Regions from separate parts of the Mus musculus genome. Here all the other regions are linked to region 2. A link is a contact called in public Hi-C and HiChIP or PLAC-seq data. All regions are on one chromosome and are shown on one strand. Each heading gives the region's core, a stretch centred on a gene start, on an enhancer-like site or on the middle of the called end of the contact. The rest is flanking DNA. Distances are from core to core; before and after follow the strand shown. Region 1 has its middle 49 kb from the start of Gm35437. Region 2 overlaps Gm20110 (predicted gene, 20110). Region 3 overlaps Poc1b (POC1 centriolar protein B). Region 4 has its middle 29 kb from the start of Kitl. Region 5 has its middle 13 kb from the start of Dusp6. Region 6 overlaps Poc1b (POC1 centriolar protein B). Region 7 overlaps Kitl (kit ligand).

The links. A called contact is a pair of places that touch in the nucleus more often than the background predicts. HiChIP or PLAC-seq counts read pairs in DNA pulled down with a chosen protein or histone mark.
Region 1: a Hi-C map of the NIH/3T3 cell line shows a contact between it and region 2, with 4 times the contacts expected there. The contact joins two enhancer-like sites. A contact is called at or near these places in 1 of 15 datasets of contacts at CTCF or cohesin (the NIH/3T3 cell line), 6 of 484 Hi-C or Micro-C datasets (the NIH/3T3 cell line, adipose-derived mesenchymal stem cells, bone marrow-derived macrophages and 3 more) and 1 of 115 datasets of contacts at active chromatin or transcription factors (cardiomyocytes).
Region 3: a Hi-C map of bone marrow-derived macrophages shows a contact between it and region 2, with 23 read pairs. The contact joins two enhancer-like sites. A contact is called at or near these places in 1 of 15 datasets of contacts at CTCF or cohesin (the NIH/3T3 cell line), 14 of 484 Hi-C or Micro-C datasets (the AML12 cell line, B cells, LSK cells and 10 more), 7 of 115 datasets of contacts at active chromatin or transcription factors (bone marrow-derived macrophages, embryonic basal ganglia, embryonic stem cells and 4 more) and 2 of 9 other capture datasets (adipose tissue and liver).
Region 4: a contact with region 2 is called in an H3K4me3 HiChIP or PLAC-seq map of bone marrow-derived macrophages, with 5 times the contacts expected there. The contact joins two enhancer-like sites. A contact is called at or near these places in 1 of 15 datasets of contacts at CTCF or cohesin (the NIH/3T3 cell line), 2 of 484 Hi-C or Micro-C datasets (bone marrow-derived macrophages and nephron progenitors) and 1 of 115 datasets of contacts at active chromatin or transcription factors (bone marrow-derived macrophages).
Region 5: a contact with region 2 is called in an H3K4me3 HiChIP or PLAC-seq map of bone marrow-derived macrophages, with 11 times the contacts expected there. The contact joins two enhancer-like sites. A contact is called at or near these places in 1 of 39 promoter capture datasets (the C10 cell line), 1 of 484 Hi-C or Micro-C datasets (bone marrow-derived macrophages) and 5 of 115 datasets of contacts at active chromatin or transcription factors (bone marrow-derived macrophages, double positive thymocytes, embryonic stem cells and 2 more).
Region 6: a Hi-C map of bone marrow-derived macrophages shows a contact between it and region 2, with 25 read pairs. The contact joins two enhancer-like sites. A contact is called at or near these places in 6 of 39 promoter capture datasets (the C10 cell line, cranial neural crest, frontonasal cranial neural crest and 3 more), 5 of 484 Hi-C or Micro-C datasets (B cells, bone marrow-derived macrophages and embryonic stem cells) and 5 of 115 datasets of contacts at active chromatin or transcription factors (bone marrow-derived macrophages, embryonic basal ganglia, large pre-B cells and 2 more).
Region 7: a Hi-C map of bone marrow-derived macrophages shows a contact between it and region 2, with 15 read pairs. The contact joins two enhancer-like sites. A contact is called at or near these places in 7 of 484 Hi-C or Micro-C datasets (the C2C12 cell line, the MC3T3-E1 cell line, bone marrow-derived macrophages and 4 more), 4 of 115 datasets of contacts at active chromatin or transcription factors (bone marrow-derived macrophages, forebrain, microglia and 1 more) and 1 of 9 other capture datasets (embryonic stem cells).

Annotation. Positions count from the first base shown.
Region 1 is chr10:99,950,627-99,953,326 of GRCm38.p6, reverse strand. No RefSeq gene overlaps it. Among named protein-coding and RNA genes, the nearest start is that of Gm35437, 49 kb to the right of the region's middle. Within about 2 kb of position 1,441, at least 40 of the 459 cell types and tissues checked have an H3K27ac peak or open chromatin away from gene starts, as enhancers often do. A contact at or near this core is called in the NIH/3T3 cell line and bone marrow-derived macrophages, where this site is marked.
Region 2 is chr10:99,631,205-99,633,904 of GRCm38.p6, reverse strand. All of the region lies in intron 1 of Gm20110 (predicted gene, 20110), which reads right to left. Among named protein-coding and RNA genes, the nearest start is that of Gm20110, 23 kb to the right of the region's middle. Within about 2 kb of position 1,439, at least 45 of the 459 cell types and tissues checked have an H3K27ac peak or open chromatin away from gene starts, as enhancers often do. A contact at or near this core is called in B cells, the NIH/3T3 cell line, bone marrow-derived macrophages and 1 more, where this site is marked.
Region 3 is chr10:99,163,969-99,166,668 of GRCm38.p6, reverse strand. It overlaps Poc1b (POC1 centriolar protein B), which reads right to left. Exons shown (of 12, transcript NM_027740.7): 10 at 1,720-1,800. Among named protein-coding and RNA genes, the nearest start is that of Galnt4, 57 kb to the right of the region's middle. Within about 2 kb of position 1,373, at least 46 of the 459 cell types and tissues checked have an H3K27ac peak or open chromatin away from gene starts, as enhancers often do. A contact at or near this core is called in bone marrow-derived macrophages, where this site is marked.
Region 4 is chr10:99,985,140-99,987,839 of GRCm38.p6, reverse strand. No RefSeq gene overlaps it. Among named protein-coding and RNA genes, the nearest start is that of Kitl, 29 kb to the left of the region's middle. Within about 2 kb of position 1,304, at least 7 of the 459 cell types and tissues checked have an H3K27ac peak or open chromatin away from gene starts, as enhancers often do. A contact at or near this core is called in bone marrow-derived macrophages, where this site is marked.
Region 5 is chr10:99,249,261-99,251,960 of GRCm38.p6, reverse strand. No RefSeq gene overlaps it. Among named protein-coding and RNA genes, the nearest start is that of Dusp6, 13 kb to the left of the region's middle. Within about 2 kb of position 1,285, at least 53 of the 459 cell types and tissues checked have an H3K27ac peak or open chromatin away from gene starts, as enhancers often do. A contact at or near this core is called in bone marrow-derived macrophages and pancreatic cancer cells, where this site is marked.
Region 6 is chr10:99,180,360-99,183,059 of GRCm38.p6, reverse strand. All of the region lies in intron 10 of Poc1b (POC1 centriolar protein B), which reads right to left. Among named protein-coding and RNA genes, the nearest start is that of Gm34574, 50 kb to the left of the region's middle. Within about 2 kb of position 1,354, at least 98 of the 459 cell types and tissues checked have an H3K27ac peak or open chromatin away from gene starts, as enhancers often do. A contact at or near this core is called in B cells and bone marrow-derived macrophages, where this site is marked.
Region 7 is chr10:100,031,442-100,034,141 of GRCm38.p6, reverse strand. The region is part of intron 1 of Kitl (kit ligand); the gene reads right to left. Among named protein-coding and RNA genes, the nearest start is that of Kitl, 17 kb to the right of the region's middle. Within about 2 kb of position 1,376, at least 47 of the 459 cell types and tissues checked have an H3K27ac peak or open chromatin away from gene starts, as enhancers often do. A contact at or near this core is called in bone marrow-derived macrophages, where this site is marked.

The sequences.
Region 1 (2,700 bases), core at 192-2,691, 320 kb before region 2:
TTAATTGCAACAATTGACACAGGTTTTAGGAGTCCCATATTTGTCGTGCTTCAATTCAGTTAATATGAGAGTGCCATTGTCACAGATGCTGTTTCTAATGTGTTGGATGTCGCTTCTAGATGAACAGCAGAGATCCTCTACTCTGTCTCATATGTTTGCATTGCAATTAAGCTTGTAAAATTTCCTCATCCGTTTTCAGTAATACAGCTTCAACCACGCATGCAATACTAAAATTCCAGATTTTCTGCTTGCCTTTTTTATTTCATTGTCGAAACAAAAACAAAGCCACCATAAAACAAAGCCCAAGACTCTTGCTATTCCCATAAGTTTGAAATACTTTCCTTTCCTTCATATCTGCACATAGCTGTGGAATTCTGGTTCTTCCTTCTTTGTGACATTCACAGACCGCCACCTCTTGTATTCTCTTTCCTTCTGCAGTGCGTAAATGAATACATTTTGAGTTTGCAACACCGTCACAGATTCCTAGAAAGAGGGTGATTCATATTCACATAAAGAAGTAAGCATACTTAATTGATACCAATTATTGACTGATTATCATTTTCTTCAAGCGGGGTACTTTTAGCTCGTGAGGAGGAGTGGGCTAATCAGACGCCAGGATTGATTGCATCATTGTGCAGTACGTTTGCTGTCAATGAGTTTTGCTCCGCCCACCCCAGACATCTGCAAATATAGATGAATAAGCAGTTACTTGGTACTGTGGGACTCATCTTAAAACACATTTTAACTTCCACTTTTGTTCTCAATAGGATGCTTACCAAGGATCAAAGACCATTGCTTGCATCAGTTTATACGGATTATAACCCCACATCCCTCATATGACACCGAACCAGTACTATCATGAATTATCATAGAAAGTTTCTTATTTCCAGTACTTATTTAAATAGATCATCTATGGGCGAGGATTTTGTTTGCCAGTGTGTTTTAGAACAGTACAAAGAAAACATGAATGAGTGACTGGGTAAAGAACTATGGCATCTCATTTAATCCCCAAAGTAGAATTAAAACCTTTATTTTTGTTCTCATGGGTTACAAAATTCAAATTCATCCATGTATGGTTCCTGATCTATACTCTAAAAGATTCTCTTACTGAAAATAGCAGTTTCTACATAGTTATCAGAAAAGAGGAAAAATATTGGCTACGTGGAGAAAAAAAAAGGTACAACAAAAAACAAAAACAAAACAAAAACAAAAACAAAAACAAAAAACCCCCTCTAAAAAACAAGAATGGAGAACATCACCTTACATAAGCCTAGGTATTTTTATTCATTAGCATTTGTCAAGATTCCGTCTTTTATCATGTCTTGGCAAGAACTTAGAGTTTATTTTTAAATTTTCTCTCAACACAAGCTACTCCATTGTCTTCTTGTGGTTTTAAGGAAGATTGCCAGTGGGTGTGGTTAGGTTGTCAGAATCAGTCATGTTGTTTACTTCGGCTTTAATTGTGCTCAGACAATGATCTGTTTTACACATTACACCTTGACAAGCTCTGTGTAGGACAGTATATCTCAATGTGGTTAAAAAGAAAAGAGCAGACGCCTAAAAACACTCATCCATTGATTCCTGAGATGCCCAACACAACCGGTCTCACTATCAAATGGCTCACATATCAAATGTTATATCCCTAGTATGTGATATGATAACAGATTTTGTAACATGTTCCCCTGAAGTACTTCACTGCTAATATTTCTGGTTTAGTGTTGTTTCTCAAAATATGCAGAACAATCACTTATAAAGGAAGTGTTGTTGTGTGCTATCCACAGCAGAGGACTTGGCAAAGCTGATGTCTGAGTCACCAATTCAAAACTGGGAGAACTGGTGAAAGTCATATAACGTCTCTGAGGGTTAGTCGATCCATATGCGTAATGAGTCCATGCACTGTCTTCTGCTCTGCAGGACTGCTGGTAGCTTTAGATGGGAGGATGTTTAGGAACCCACCGCATGCCGAGAAAAATATGAATCATTTCTAGTACGACTATGAAAATGCATTGCTCCATTTTCTTTTAACCAATCTGTCTCTCTGCCTCTCTGCCTGTCTTCCTGTCTCTCTGTCTCTCTGTGTGTCTCTCTCATATGTGTGTTGTTGTCTGCCTGTCTCCTCATGTGTAAGTGTGTGTGTGTGTGTGTGTGTGTGTGTGTGTGAGTTCTGCCTGTTTATCTGCCTGTGTGTGTATGTCAGTTTGTATGTCTGTGTATGTGTCTGTCAGTGTCTGTCTGTCTTTCTGTGTCAGTGTCTGTCTGTCTCACTGTGTGTGTTGGTGTCTATCTGTGTGTCTGTCTGTCTGTGTGTCTGTGTGTCTGTCTCTCTGTCTGTCTCTGTGTGTGTTATTTATCCATGCACATACATGTGCACATATACAGGTCTGAAAACAATCACAAACACCAGTCCTTCTTTTTCACTTTGTTCAAAACCTTTCCCTTTGTTTTTCTCTCTATATGCCAGGCAAGCTAGCCCACACCTTCTGGGGATTCTTGTCTCCTCTTTCTGTCTTGCCACCCTGGGAGCTCTGGGGTTATCAAAAAGTGCCAGCTACCTCAGGATAGCTCCTGCCTGAGTTACCTAAGTTCTGAGGATTCAAACTCAGCGCTTCATGTTTGCACAGCACTTTATCCACAGAGTCGCGTGCCCTTCCCACTTCTTTAGTCAATCTATCTGTTCCTCCATTAGTAAACACAGTAAAG
Region 2 (2,700 bases), core at 190-2,689:
TGCTTGGGAATTTAAAATAGTGCTTCCTCCAGTAAAAGCATTGCATTCAGACTACAACAAGTAGCATCCCAAATCTATTTACACTGCACCAAATGCTATGTTAGAAACAACATATCTTGGGCGATTTAGAAAAAGTAACTACTTGGAAAACATTTATTCGTAGTCAGGATTAGTCTTCCAACCGCAGCATTCAGGATGCTGTAGCACGGGGATTGTCGTGAATCGAGGTGAGCGAGGGCTATATAGTGAGTTTCAGGCCAGTCCGGGTTACACTGAGTAAGACTTTGTCTCAAAAGAATAAAGTTAAATTTAAAAGACTGTGGCGATAACTGTAAAGGACTTGCCTTACAAGCAGGGGGACCTAAATTCAATCATCTGTAACTACCTAAGAAAGTGTGATGTCTCTCCCTTGGAACCCCAGTGCTATAGAGGCAGAAATAGATCCTTTAGGCATGCTGACCAGACAGCTTAGCCTGGTGACTTCCAGGCCAATGAGAGAACTTGTCTCAAAAAAAAAAAAAAAATTAAGGAAGACAGCACTTGAAAAAGAACACTAAAACTGTCCTCTGTCCTATACGCACAAGCACAAACATTTGCATCTACACACAGGCACACACTCAGACATCCCAAGATACCACATCTACTGGGGAGTGACAATCATATAAACAACGTCTTAATCACCTATATTCTGAAATGTAGCCCTTCCAAACCGTTATATGCTTCAAGTATATTAGGTTGCAATAGAATACTATATTTATTTCTACTCAAATTTCTTAATCTCCTGAAAGATGCATTGTTCATTACTAAAATTATTATACTCTTACTACTCCTGTGTAGATCCAGCAACCTCATATTTGATAAGCAAACAGCATTTAACTCTTTAGCAATAATTTAACTGTAAACCATCCCTAGGGTTTGCTGACAGCTCTCAAGACTGTGGACATTGCTTAAGTAGGTAACTCTCATCATTAACAAAGATTTGTGATAAAACAGAAGAAGAAGGCCTCAGCAGTCAGAAATGTCATCTTACTTATAGTACTGACCACATAACTTTCTGTGGAGCTCCCAAGTTTACATGGAAGGTATGGAGAGAAAAAAATGGGAAGCACTACAAACGAAACTAGTGACAAATCTGCAAAAATAAAAATATGCAGAAGTGAAACAAGTTTATTCTGCATAAGCACTGGTGTTTTATGTGGTCTCTTTTATTTAGCCCAGAACTTTCTAGAAGACATATTTCTTCAACTCCTCCCCGCCGCCTAGCCCCTGAAATCTGGGACCACTGGAGGGTAGAAGCTATTTGTATACTCTAACGAGTAATCGCTAATTTTATTTTTTCAGGTCTTGTAGTTGGCAGTAATTACAAATATGCCACTCCCTCTTATGTGAGGGAACACGACCTTTGTGAGTACAATTGAATCTTTATTTGATGAGTCAAAGGTTTGTGCCTTAGGACATCCTCAGAAACCACAATTTCCTTTGCCTCAGTCCTTAGCTGTAGAAGGTATGGGACCTTCTTAAACTTAATCCTTTCTCCAGGGTTTCTTGAGTTTGCTTCTTTCTTTTAAAAGCAGAGTGGGGGTGGGGGGGAGACACTGCTTAAACTACAGCCAATTTAAACTAAACATTTCATAGGACCCTCACATTGTAAAATGCTTGTAATTGGCTGCTTCTTCCTTTAAAAAAAAAAAAAAAAAGCTTCTCTTAGGGTATTAGAGTCTCGGGCATCACCTTTGTTAAAGGATTAGCCTGTCTATTCTCAGCCACCAGCTTCTCTCCTAATATGGCCAGTTGCTTTGCAAAGGCCTAGACTATCCTCAGCTATGGGGAGAGTCGCGCACATCCATCTTTGCTGCAAAAACTAACAGCTCAATGAGCCTATATTTCTTAGGCTTTTTAACAGAAGAAACGGTCTCGTAAATATTTTGCCGTCTCCCTGGCCCTAAGCCCTTAGGTAACCAATTGAATTCAATGGACATTTATCAAACGCCAACTCACCGCAGCAAACACCTACCATGTATTCTCAGTATATTTCGGGAAAGTGAGAAATCAGATAACAAACCAACTTTATGGCCCCAAAGAGCTGTGTGCCCCAGGCAACAGGAAGGACGCGAGCCCTCGGCTGCCCTCATACAGTTCATTATCCAGAATGTATTTGAATTATCTTACCTAGAAAATAAATTATCTTAAAAGGTCACCTGTGGAATTAAGGAAACGTTAAAGCTCTTTTTCTTTGTTCCACCACAACTTTTTAACGTATTATGATTTGAGAGTCTCCAGGCATCTCTTGTTGGGTCCTTACCTTCCCTAGGCCTCCAGAACTCGTAGAACAAATATTTCCATTCATTTGTGGTAAGAATTCACACATATAATATGTGTCTAAGAAAAAAAATTGATATCCTTCCTTTTCATCTCCTTTTTCATTTTTAAATATTTTAATGTTATGGGTAAGAGTGTTTTATGCACTATTTGTGTTTCTGGTATCCACAGAGGACTGAAGGGGTCCCCAGATTCCCTGGAACTGGAGTTATAGGTGATAGCTCTCAGCCATCACATGGGGACTGGGAATTGAACTTGGATCTTCTGCAAGACTGGCATATGTTCTTAGGCGCTTTCTTGACTCCAATCAAGCATTTCCAGAATTCTTGAAAATTATAAACAGAGTCCATCATTGGATGACCACTTCAACTGATAAAGCCC
Region 3 (2,700 bases), core at 124-2,623, 470 kb after region 2:
TGCTACTCTAAAGTGAAGTCACTGGTGTTCGACTGGCTTTGTTACATAAAGGCAGCTTCACATTACTCAGGCTAGTGCTCCCCTCTTGTGGATGACTGACTGTTCTACTTAGTGCTCCCCTCTTGTGGATGACACTCCTTCATCACAGTCCCACAAATACCACATAAACTAGCTGATTCTGGTTCTTCTGGGTTACCGTCAAGGGATAAGTACCCTTTTGCTCTAGCTGGTGACAGGCCCACCTTCAGAGCAAACTTGGTTTCTTTGTTTTTTGTTTTTAAAATATGAGTACACTGTTGCTCTCTTCAGACACACCAGAAGAGGGCATCAATCCCATTACAGATGGTTGTGAGCCACCATGTGGTTGCTGGGAATTGAACTCAGGACCTCTGGAAAAGTAGCCAGTGCTCTTAACTGATGAGCCACCTCTCTAGCCCCAAGTCAGGAGTCTTTGCAAAGCTTAAAGGGTACCGGCAGGGGGAGTGAGTCTCAAAAAGAGAAGGAAAACTCTGAGACAGTTTCTAAGTCAGGAGCACTAAAGTCGAGCCTGCTGGTGACTTCCCAAGCTACCTTATCTACAGAATACAAAGTCAGCTCACTGGGACATATGGGGTCAGAGGCATGGGGTGTGTCAAGTTCATTGAAGACTAACTATAGGGAGAGCACTGTGCCAAGTTTTAGCTAGCTAGCTAATGTTTAGATAAATTTAATTGGACAAGTCACTCATTCGTGCAGAAATGCTGAGGGTTTGTGGATGTGAGCACGGTAAGTGCCCAGATCAGCTCCACCACAGACTCGTGCCTTCCCTTCACAGTGAGGGCCTGCTTGCTGCTATGTGGCTCTCGCTGCTGCGTCTTCTCAGAGAAGAACATTCTCACTGGCACTAACTCTGAGAGGACCCTTCATAGCTGCAGGACTGCAGTGCTTCCTGGGGACAGGCAGAACTCCTTTGCGCTAGATTTGCTTCTTGGCATCTACTTGAGTCTATATGTCAGGCTGTGTTTCTTTAAAATTTTACCCACAATACTGAACTAAATGGACAGCGTGGTGTCAGTGTGGTCACAGGCAACACTGTTCTTCCTGCTCTCAGAGCAGGGCTTGTGCTAATCAGCAGCGTTACTGTGATTTGTGTAGAAGAGAGGGCAGACACAGAAGGTAGATGGCTCAAACTGTCTCTGAAACCTTCAGATGCGCAACATATACGGATCATTTTTATAAACAAAATTGTAAGTAGTAGAGATACTTTATTTCTGGGTAATCCATCAAGAGAGTAACATAAACAAAGCAGAGGAACTGCCATTTTTAGGGCAGTACAGTCTTCTCTATGACAGCAGGGTAGTACCCCAGGACAGGGAGCAGGGGATAGGGGGCAGAGGATGGGGGAGAAGGGAGCAGGGAACAGGGTAGGCAGGAGGTAGGGGACAGGGGGGGCAGGAAATAGGGGGGCGGGGGGAAGTGAGCAGGAAACAAGGGGGGCAGGGGTACAGGGAGGGTGAGTTCGACTGAGTTTAAGATATTCCAAGGTAAAACTGTTCTGGAAATGGCTGCTGCTCCCCCTGGTGGTATTTTAGAAACGTAGAAATGACTTTGTATACAGCCTTGCTGTGCTGAAAGGTTAGGCCACCGAGCTCACGCTTTATCCCCGATTCTTTCACTTTGTAAGGAAATAGACTGTGACAAATGGTGCAGCACCGCTTAAGTTAGAGAAAGACTACTTACTGTGGTTGAATCGAAAGAAAGGACATCCACCACGGGGGGAGACGAGCTCTGCAAATCCATCACCTCACGCTTGGGATTAATCTGTGTGCACACATGAATAAGTCAACGGGACATCCTCTGTCATAAGGACCAATACTAAAAAAAGAGAAGTATTTATAATCTATTCTAAAAATAAAGCATATACTCATGGATAAGGCACAGATACTGGCAAAATATGGTTTCACTAAGCCTACCAATGTACACACTATCGACAATGTTGCAGTTAAGCAGGAAATGGCCATTTTCACATTCTAAAAGCAATGCAATTCACCTACAGAGGAATATTAAAATAGAAAGACCCACCTCAAGAGATGCAGAAAATATCCTAGCCAGTACATTAAAACAAGAAAAAGAAATACAATGTTAAGATGTATGAATCAGAGAGGAAATGATAAAGTTTCATTTAAAAACTCAGTGACTACCAATGGAGAGCTAAACAGGACCTACTTCTGAGCCCTCAGCCTCACCAAGAGAACCAAAGAGCACTGCCAGCCCCACTCAACACACAGACCCAAGTGGATTTTAACATGACGTTAAAATACGGACAGTTTCGAAAGTACTGAAGAAAACCCACCAGGAATTCATGGGAAAGACTAAGACTTCATTGACTCGAAAGTTTCAAGTAAACAGAAAGTTGTACTGTGGATGGTTTGGAAGAAGAGCAAGGCGTGGGTGGGAAACAAACACCATAAGATTCAATGGCATCTGTCTATAGACAAGGATGATGGACCGTTTTAAGAACTGGCTAGGTCCACGGATCCCGGCTAGCAAGGGTCGGCAGGAGATATGTAGAACCCAAACGTGATGATCAAACGGTAAAACCAGCAAGAACAAAAAATTTACGGTTATTATTCCAACCAGAGGTGGAGAACAGCATCTGAAAACCCGGAAAAGCAAAAGCTGCAAGCAAGGGGGATGCGTCTGTGATCGATCACGGATGCT
Region 4 (2,700 bases), core at 55-2,554, 350 kb before region 2:
GCCTCTTTCTGACTTGAACATTGAGGGTTTTATACACAATTCTCCTTAAGTATAGCTATTTTTGATCCTTTACTTCGGTGAAAAACTCTTTTGGTAGTTAATAGTCTGGTTTCTGGGATCAGAGGTGAGAACGTATTAATCGTGGTTGTCATTTTACACACTGTCTCAGTGCTGATATCAGGAGCCAGGGGCCTTAGAGGGAGATATAAATTGGTGCCACAAGCTTGGCGCCAGGCACAGACAGGGCCTGGCCTCAGTCATGACAGATGTCCTACTGTCAGAGTGATTTCTGAATGTTGTGACCTGTTACCAGCACCTCTGCCCTGAAATGCACAGCCAGAATTGAACAAACTTGTCATTAATTTGTCTGTTTGCTTTTATGTTCTTTTACTTTCCTGGCCTCCCTGGCTCCACTGCGCCTCATCAGCAAAGAGAGCGTCATCTGGATAAAAGTCTGTGTGAGGAGAGGCGACTAGGGTGGCAGCGAGCTTGAAGGAGCATGTATCTCGGACATCTGGAAACTGGAAAGGGTCACCTGAGGGGGAACGATGAATTGAAAGAGAAAGATTCAGAAATAAAGGACTTGTTCAAAAGAACATCACCGGCAAAGAGCAACAGCATGCGGCTTACCTTGGAAAAGAAGACACAGTAGCTAAGAAATCAAAGAGAGACGACGCTGAGAGAAAGAGAAAAAAAAAAAAAAAACAAACAACAGTGACGGAAGTAGTAAGGAAGACAGAATTCAAGAGGAGAGAAAGAAAAGCTGAAGACAAATCCTTGGGAAACATGGGGCACAGAGCACTTCGGGGGCTTCAAATGTCCCCGAGTGGTCAAATGAACCCCAGCTGGCAGCCCCAGATGTCGGCTTTGTACTTGGTGTAACTTTAGAATGGGGATCTAAGAAGAGGAAGTGGGTTGCTGGGATTGACTACTCTAAACTCAAATTCTCCCGTCTTCTGGAACCTCTGGAGAGGGAATAGGTCCTTCTGTGAGCTCCCACCGCAGAAGGAGCCCCAGCTGTCGTGCCTCTCTAGCCATAAAACTGAGCTAAAGTTAATCATGGGTTCGTTTGTTTTTCTAAGGTTTGTTGCAGATATTTTGTCCCAGAGATGACAAAAGTGAAAGAGAAACCACGGTGTACAATCAGGTTGGTTCTGAGGTTTTCTCTAATCCAGCCACCTTCCAGAGAAGATGTGCTTCCAACAAATAGATTTCTCTGAAGAAATGTATAGTGAGTATCCATGAAGATGAACTTGACCAGTCGACACAAACTCCCTTTCCTGGGTTCATGCTTTAGGACAACAGTTCTCAACCTTCCTGCTGTGGTGACCCTTTCCTACAGTTCCTGGTCTATGGTTGTGGTGAAACCCCCCAACCATAAAATTATTTTGTGTTGCTAATTCATAACTGTAATTTTGCTACTGTTAGGAATCTAATAATGTAAATATCGGGATTTCCCGATAGTCTTGTGAAAGGGTCGTTGGATCCTCAAAGAAATCACAACCTGCAGGTTGAGAACCACCGCTTTAAGACATAGTGAGGAAGGGACTGGGAAGATTGTCTTGTTTATTGTGAAACAAACCCCATCCTATTCTATTCTACCACTGAGGTCTTTTGCAGCAGCAGATCAAAGGACATTAGACATACATAGAAATGGCAGTAAAGCCTTTCCCAATGTAGAAATGACTATATGTCATCCCATTTGTCACTATGGGCCAGAGGTCCCTGATGCCACCACCACCACCATTTTTCTTAAGCTGCCTTCACTGTACCGACTTTTCAATTAACTGGAGAAGATGTATACACACGCATAACTGGTAACTTGCAACTTACTAATATATAAGATCCAAATATGTTGTAAGGTCTGAATTTATGAGCTTGGCATATAATTATGAAGAAAGAGGTTAGGGTCAGCAGAGCACAGGGAAGCTTGATGTGAAGGAAACAAAAGCTGAAAACCAAAGCCAAAACAAACAAACAAAAAAAAACCCCAAGAACTCAAAAAAGTTTAGAAAACCTAGAGTCCATCAGGCAGTTGTCAAGGTTGTACTTGATTTGAAATTATGTCTGTTTCTACCACTGCTTCTCCTTTGTTAGCATGGCTACCTGGCAGTTGGCCAAATTCTGGTGCTCATAACTCAAGTCTGTATATCTATGAAGGTACATATGGGTGAGTTGAATACTTGAATATGCAGATAAGGCGAAGTCAGTGGTTCTTTCTAAACAGCCTCTAATCCACTGAAGGCCAAATCAGAGCATAAAGACCGAAAAAAGAGAGAATGAAGTTTCTTTGTTGGAGACTCTTTGGGCTGGAGCATTCTGCCATCTTTTATCTTCAAACTTGGATTTATACTGAGATGAGACCTCTATGGTTGCCTCCCTGGGTCTTTAGTTTGGTAACTGAAGAGTCCACCATTTCTGAGCCTCTAGACTTTCGTAAACAGCATCCTTATATCAGACTTCCTCTCCTTCCCTCTTTTCTTTTTTCTCTCTCTCTCTGTCTTTAGCACTCTATCTCACTCTTTCTCTGTCTGTATCTATGTATATATGATTGTATACATGCATATTTATATTCATATATCTCTATAAAATCTCTAACTCCTCTCACTCTAACCCTATGTAGCTTTCTCATGAGAAACTCACAAGAATTTGCCAGACTATTAAAACGCCATTTTCAAAAGTTTGTATTCCTCATAAGGA
Region 5 (2,700 bases), core at 36-2,535, 380 kb after region 2:
GTATTTGGAGTTACAGTTAGAGAGATACTAGGCTGGAGAGAATGCTCAGCAGGTAAGAACACTGACTTTTCTTCCAGAGGACCTGGGTTCAATTCCTAGCACCTACACGTCATTTCATAGCTGTTTATAACTCCATTCCCAGAGGATATCCCAGAGGACACCCTCACACAGACATCCATGCAGACAAAAGGCCAGTATACATTAAAATGTAACAGATAATACTTTTAAAGAGATCTTAGGTGGTGATCAGCTGGCTTTGTTGCTCTGGCACAGGTGATAGGCAAAGCATCATGGGAGAAAACAAAGAAGAGAATGCTCACTTCTTGGTGGTCAAGGAAGAAAGAGGGACAGTAATAGGTTGGGCTCCTGTTATCTCCTTCAAATGTGCACATCCAGTGATCTAACTTAACCCAGCTCCACTTCCTAAAGTCTCCACCATCTCCCAATGTCTCCCCAGGCTAGAGAGGAACCCTTCAACACACAGCCTTTGAGAGATATTCAAGATCCAAACCATAACCCCCAGGGATAAGAAAAGGAAGGCGCTCTACCGGAGAGAAATGCACGAGGCTCTTTGGGATGGACATACATGATCATTGCAGTTTGGCTGAGCAGTGTCGGAGTAAAAGACTGGGAAGGAACGTGAGTGAGGGAGGCAGCTTAGGATCCCGGAAATGGGCTTTAAACACCAAGCTAAAGAATTTGCGCTTGAGATTCCCGCACGGACTCCCCAGTCAGAGGTGTGTGACAAAGAAGTGTGACATGGTTTTAGGATATAATTCTGGTAACTGTGGGGGTGAGTGCAGCTCGGGGAGGAGAGAAACTGCGGGCAGAGAAACCGACTAGGAAGCCGGTGCAGTTGTCCAGGAAAATGAGGCAACACTGACACGATTGCCCTCCTCCTAAAATAATGTGCTCATCAGCCAGCTTCGTGTTCATCCTTTTATTTCTGAGGCCGGGAGAAAAAAAAATCGCTTAGCTTCTGTGTGACTCAGAATCCCTCCCTAATAATAGAAGATGACAAAATACTTATCTTACCTCATGCAGAGAGTGGTGCTGAAGAGACTCTTGCAATTGTAGCCAGCAAAGGAGAGAAATGTTATTTTAAATGTGAGTCGCAATCATTTCTCTTGGGGAGAAGAAACTGCCACCACCCCCTAATGGTTTATTACACAACATTTTTTTTCCCCAAGCCTACTGAGAGATTGAAGATTGATCCAAACGCATCGGCAGAACCTCTTGGAGGGACCCTTTTGCAGAGACACCGCATAGTCCCTAACCAGGAGGAAGTGACATCTTCCAAAGAGCCTGTTGCTCTCCAGGTGAAAGGGCCCTTGCAGCCCCTTGGTTACAACCACTGTTCTGCAGAGAGAGACATTTGTAAAGAAAGACCTGGCTTTTCCCACTAGGAACAAAGGTGGAATGGACACGGTTCCTATTAGAACTCTCGAAGAATTGTGGGCCGAACGTGGTAGGAGGAAGTTATACAACATCTAAGTTAAGAATCAAGCATAATCTTTTCAGGTTATTCTTTGTCCTTTGCAGCTTGCTGTCCGTCATTATAGTAAAGGACACCTTTGTCAGGCCCTTTCCCGAAGCTACCTTTGGCACCATTAGGAATCCATTGCCCTGGGTCATATGTTATTATCTCTTTGCTCATTTTGATTAGAAGGGGAGGGTCACTTGAACCTATGAGAGGATTCATAACGTACTGAGACTCGTGTGTCTTGTCAAAATGAGTTTGTTTCTACCTTTAAAGAAAAAAAGAGTTATGCTCAGTATTAGTAAGACATTCTGGAGACAGAAAACTAAGTCACGTAGGCACGCTCTGCTCAAGAGAAGAGCAGTTCGGAGCCCAGGCCTGGTGGCCAGTAACAGGCTGGTAACCCTGTAACTTGGGAAGTTGAGGTAGGACAATTCTAAGTCCAGTGCCGGTCTGGGGAACTTCATGTGACCTTGTGGAGCTGTCATTCAATGGTAGATCTGTTGGCCAGAATATCTGAGGCCATTAAATTCATTCCCCAAGTACTAAAAAAATAAAAAGACAAAAGGGAGACAGACTGTGATCCAGGACAGAAGTTACAGTGCTCTTAGAACAGTGTCAGAACTTGAAACTGGAGAGGATGGCTATGTTTGATGACGGATAGGTTCCTAGTACCAAAGACAGATTATCTGACCATAATCAGAGTGTGGGCATCCAAGTATTTCATTTTACATAAGAAAATGAAGTAGGATTTCTGGGTAAGATGGAAGGCTACCGGCTATCTCTGTGTGCCAGTGAAAAGGGGAATTGAAATAATAAAAAAAAAAAAAGATTCTTTCCCAAAGAAGAGCAAAAGACTACTGGGAATCTACAGAGGGAATGAAAGAGTCTCTGAAAAACACAGAGGAGAAAGGTTGGTGATACACCAAGGGGTGAGCTTCGAACACGCAGCTCCCTGGGGGGCAGCAGAAGATGGCTCCACATGCACTCTGTTTCCTTCTAAATGATGCTTCAAGTAGAGTGGGCTGCTCATCAAGATCCCTACATAACCGAAAATGTACAAGTCAACAGATACGTGAACTGCAACACGGAAACAGGAGAAATACCAACGACAGAGTGTCACACTGAAGTAGAGAAAATGCTAAGGTGATTTTAAAAGTAAAAATGGTTAATTATCAGAAAGATGGTTCAAACAAGCAAGTGGATTCAATGGAGGATCT
Region 6 (2,700 bases), core at 105-2,604, 450 kb after region 2:
CGGTCTTAAGAAACAAAGAATGGTAGCCAGTGGTGGTGGCACACAGTTTTAATCCCAGCACTCTGGAGGCAGAGGTGGGCAGAGCTCTGTGAGCTCAAGGCCAGCCTGGTCTACAGAGTGAGTCTCAGGACAGCCAGGGCTATGCAGGGAAACCCTGTCTCAAAAACAAAACAAAAACAAAAGCAAAACCTAAACAAACACAAAAACAAACCCCCACCAAAAACAAAAACAAAGAAAGAAAGAAGAAAAAAGAAAAGAAAGGAAAAAGAAACAAGACCCCCAACCCCCGCCAAACAAAAGAAAACAAAACAAAATCAGAATAGAACAAAGCAAAGATTATGTAACTTAGAATAGTTGAAAAAAAAAGTCTAAAAGTCTCAGAAAGAGCAGGATTTTCATAAGGCGTTAAGGCAATGCATTGTAATAATTTGTATGTATGTGAAAGGTATAGATGTTTTCTCTTTTTGCTATCTTATTGCTGGAAACTGAGACAAATTAAAAAAATAATGGATTTCATAAAGTTTTTCTTCTTAAGAACCATGAGGAAAAATAGCCCAGGAATGCATATCATTTTAATAAAACGTAGAACTCAGGTCTTTTCACAGATGCTGTGTGTTAAAGGGAATCGCCGTCCCTCTTCAGTCACGTGCAGACATGAATGCACACAGATGGCTGGGCAGGAAGTTCTAAGGAGGAAGTCTGCCACCACAAAGCATGTTCCTTTTGCCCAAAAGTACTGTCAAATGCCTACTTTTTATTTCTCGTTTCAGCTCAACAATCTATTATATGACAGTAACATTTGAAGACCCTGTCTTGTGATGACACCCTCTGGTGAATGAGATGTGACTGGCAACCATATCATATCACACCACACATCACCCCTATTATGAAGGTGTAGTATAGGGTAGGGTCTCCTTTTGGGAGGGAGCCTTGTCACTTGACTGGTGAGTAAGACTCTCATAACTGCCTTTCTAGACTGGATGCTCCACGCTCCAAATCTGCTGCTTCTTGCCTTAGTGCACAGCGCCATTAAGAAGTAGCAGATCCAAGTCCTGTCCTCCAAAGCTCTGCCATTTTCTCTTCAGCACTTCATGATTCAGTGTGGTGGGTATCAGGTGCTTGCCCCTGTGCATGCTGGGATTGCTGTGGCTGCTGCTGCCATCGCCTCCTGATGCTCCATGTCCACGGTCTCACTCAGCCTGCCTTTCTTACTAGGGTGATTATTCTGAAGCTCCAAACTGCTCTGACTGTCCTGGCAGAGAGCCTCCCACAGGTCGCCCCAAGGCTCCTAGGGTGAATATTCCTAACCTAGAGTGACCCTTCAAGCACTCATGATTGCCTCATGACGGCTGACTGACACATCAGCTTCTCTTTCCGGCCTCATCTACGGTCCTCAGCTCAATCCAAATGCGGTGGCCGAGTGGTGTTGCTCAGTTCTCTGAACCCATTTCCTTCTGAAGCCTCCTTGCCTTTGCAGCTGCTGACCATGCACACTCTGGTCCTTTGGCTGTTATTATAGACATTCTTATAACTTCAGCTTGAGTACTGGGGACTTCGGAGAGAGACACCGTCTCTGATTTAACTCTTCTGTCACCCGTTTAACTGTTCAGAGGCCATGCTTGTACACACCTGGCACTCACCTCATGCTTAGACATACCGTCTTCTCTGTAATTACTCCCACAGCAATTCAGGAATCCTTCACTAGAACTAGCCTTTCCTTTGTGTGTGTCCACTGCTTCATATATGTGAATATGTATTCATTACGTAAGTGTTCATATTCAAACGTATGAATAGGTACTCACGACTGAGTGCCTTCTGCTCACACCTCCCTCCCCTACTCACTCGTCAGATCACTTCATTCAGAGTGGTTTCTCTCTATATTACTTCATCAAACCAATGCGTCAAAGGGTTACCAATAATCTCTGCTGCGTTTGTGGGGGACTTCTTTCCTGGGTTTTCAGATGCGCTGACTGACCCTCTTTTGGAATGTCTTTCTTACCCACCGGGCTGTCCCGACACCATTTGCTGTTTTCTATGCTTCCCTCTAGTGTTTTGTTATTTCATTAAATGTCTCAAGGCCCAGCTCTAAATTTAAAGTTTTAATGGACTGTACATATTTGAGTTAACACAGTACTTGTACACGTTTTGAGGGCACAGTGTGGTATTGCCACACTTGGATACAATGTATCAGATCAGGGTAGCTGTATTGGCCACCGTGGGGCATGTATCATTTGTGTTACTAAACTTTCTTCTTCCCTGTGTTCTCTAGAAATCTTCTCTAAGCTTGCTTGCTGCTCCATTACTACTCACATGAAGAATATTTATACAATCTCACTTCTACACTGCCCTTCCCTTTAAGTGCATGTATGTGTGATCTTGTACACTTGCTATCTATTAACATTATCGAATGATTCAGACACATCCCACTTAAGGTGCCCATATGAAAACTTGCAAGGTCCCTTGCCTCCATAAGTCATTTTATCACTTTACAATCTAGAAATCTGGAAATGATACCTGACGATTGGATCTTCCAACCCATCTCAAACCTTATCAATTACATCACAAAGCTCTGCAATGAATTCCATTCTCTTGACCCCCAATAGTATGGGTTATTCCAGTTAGAGTCTATTTTTGTCTGGATTACTGACTTATGCTAACTGGGTTTAAGGTCCCTGATCAGTCACTAGGAAGATTATTTTC
Region 7 (2,700 bases), core at 127-2,626, 400 kb before region 2:
GCCAATGGCTGGGCAGGACAGACAGAGACAGACGTGGGACTTTAGGATTTTCCAGGGTTTGGAGTCAAGAGGAAAGAAGAAAGAGATTCACCATGCCAGGAGAAGTGGAGATCCCGCACTTGAAAAGATGTGAAACAGAGGACATAGCCACCATGTAGGACCTGGGGATGATGGGGAGGGGGGTAGGCGAGTTTTAATAAATATTAACTTGGAGTTATCAGAGGGAGGTGGATTAGCCATGTGAAGGTTAGGAAGTGGCCCAGCCTTTGAGCTGATAAAGGCATATCAAAATACATATACTTAATGTCTCTCATTTGGAAACCCAGAACACTGGGGCAGGTAGCAAGGAATCCTCCTCCTGGATTTATTTAATTTATTATAGATCATATAAAATCTACTTATTCCTCAGGTCCCTTCTGCTTGCTGTGAGGAGCAAATTTTTCTCATTTATCAAAACTACTTTCTCAGGGAAAACTTCCAATGCTTGGTTCTTTAATATGATTAACTATGATGCATATAACACAGGTTCAAATTTGTATTGATTTAATTACTTTTGAATACTTGTCCCCAGATGGTGGGCACTATTTAGGAAGGCTCTATAACTTTGGAAGGTGGAAACTGGCCAGTGAGAGATTACTACAAACAGGCATCTGAAGTTTCCAACTCTGCCTATTCTACCTTGGTCCAGGCAAACGGAAAATCAGTACATAAAACCAAGAGGGGACAGCAGGCTCCGTGGAGACAAGAGAAATTTTAAGTGTTTTGCTTACTATTGTAGCTCTGGCTTTCAGGACAGTGTCAAAACTGCTAAGTAAGTTTGTATGAATAAGTAGTCATTGGAACCCTAGTCTCCTAGTAGATGGTGCGAAAACATAGTGATCAAGTTCTGGGGGTAAGATCCTGCGTTCCCCTTCTGAAGGAGGCAAAGGTAACCTAGTAAAGAACTTTCTTGTGCTGTTTCGGCACAGTGATGCTAAATAAAGCCACTACAGTGTCTTGCAATGCAAGTCTCTAAGGAGTCTACAATTCCATGCAACAAGAACTTTCTCCCTATAATGCAAATGAGCTGCAATCGATCCAAATACCTAAAGTAGTGCTTCATAAAAAGATTATTCATGATGACTCCACACAGGAACCATAGACCGGAAATAAGATTTCACCCAGGGATAGACACGTTTGGAAGGGATGACATATAGGTTAAACTTTTAAATGCTAATCACATCCCTTCCCAAAGTTTTGAATGTCTCTAACCTACCTGCCATCCCTCCAGAAGACAAAAAGTTCTCATAGAATGGCAGTTCTCTAAGCCTGTCCAGTTTTCACTATGACTCAAAGAACAAAACTAGCTACTCTTCCTTCAAGGTCACGTGGCAGAGTGCTGACGCATCCCCTCGTGTGACTCCTTACAAGAAACAGAAAGTGGCAGGCCAAATAACTCATGCTGATAGCTCATCCATTCTGCCACCAAGAAGAAAAAGAAAAGAAAAAAAGGGAGAAGAAAAAAAGGCTCCCTTATTGCATTTTCATGCTATCAAGGCTGAGTAAGTGACACAAGCTCACTTTTTAAGCTTTCCTCTTCAATTTTTTTCACCATGAGATCTGGGCAATTATACCTAGTATTTTGTATAATGAGATTCTAAAGTCACATGTGCCCAACATAAAGAGAAATAGATATTACTTTTTATAATGTATCAGTGCATCTGGTAACTGTTACTATTACAACCAATGACCAGCTCAACTTGACACCCATCCCATGGGCAAGCACCAGTCCCTGACACTATTAATAATACTCTGTTATCCTTGCAGACAGGAGCATTGTCTTGTGTGTTTGGGGAAACAGGTCTCATTTTGTAACTCAGGGTCTCATTGTGTATCTGTGGTCAGTCTGGAACTCACAGAGATCCACCAGTCTCTGCTGCCACAGAGGTGGGGTTAAAGCTATGTACGATCACTGGCATTATTAAACATTCGCCAAGGCTGTGCACTAATGTCCTAAACTAATCTGATGTTCTGAAATGCAACCTTCCATCAAGCCTTCGGGAAGATTACCACTTTTCGAAGTTTAGCAATCAGACAAGTAGTCAGAAAGCTGTACTTCAAGACCTCAAGTCCCCACACTAAGTCATGCTGGGAAAAGAAAGAAAGGTTCTCTTAGGAACAGGAAAGAGGGCAAGCCATCTCAGGATAATCCTTTGGGCTCCTTTTCAAAGCGGCTGCTTTGCTGAGGATTCAAAAGAGGACGGAGGATGAAATGTAAACATGGGGTTGTTTGGGGAGCAAAGAGCCTCTCTCACCAGATGGCAGGGAAATGGGGATGGGATCCACTTCCTCAGGAAACGGAGAGAGGGGGCTTGCGAGCAGAGCATCCAGCTAAATGAAATTAAGACGACAGGCTTCAGCTGCTCGAGAGTCCGAGTGCCAAGTCTGCGGCGGCGCTGACCTTCCTGCAGAAAGGTTTCATCTCTCACTTCTCCTTCTTCTCTGCTCCTCTCCCTAAAAGTCCGTGCTAGAGGTCGGTTTGCAAACTGAGGCAAGAGTTGAACTTTGCCCTTCGTGCTAAAAGTTCTCCACAGTTTGAAAAGCATGGTGGTTTGCTTTATTTATTTAATTAATTTATTTATTTTAGAACTGCTAACTTGTTTGTCTGCATTTCATTTGTGTGTTCTTTGTTTTGAGAGCAGGTTTTGCTATGCTGGCCCA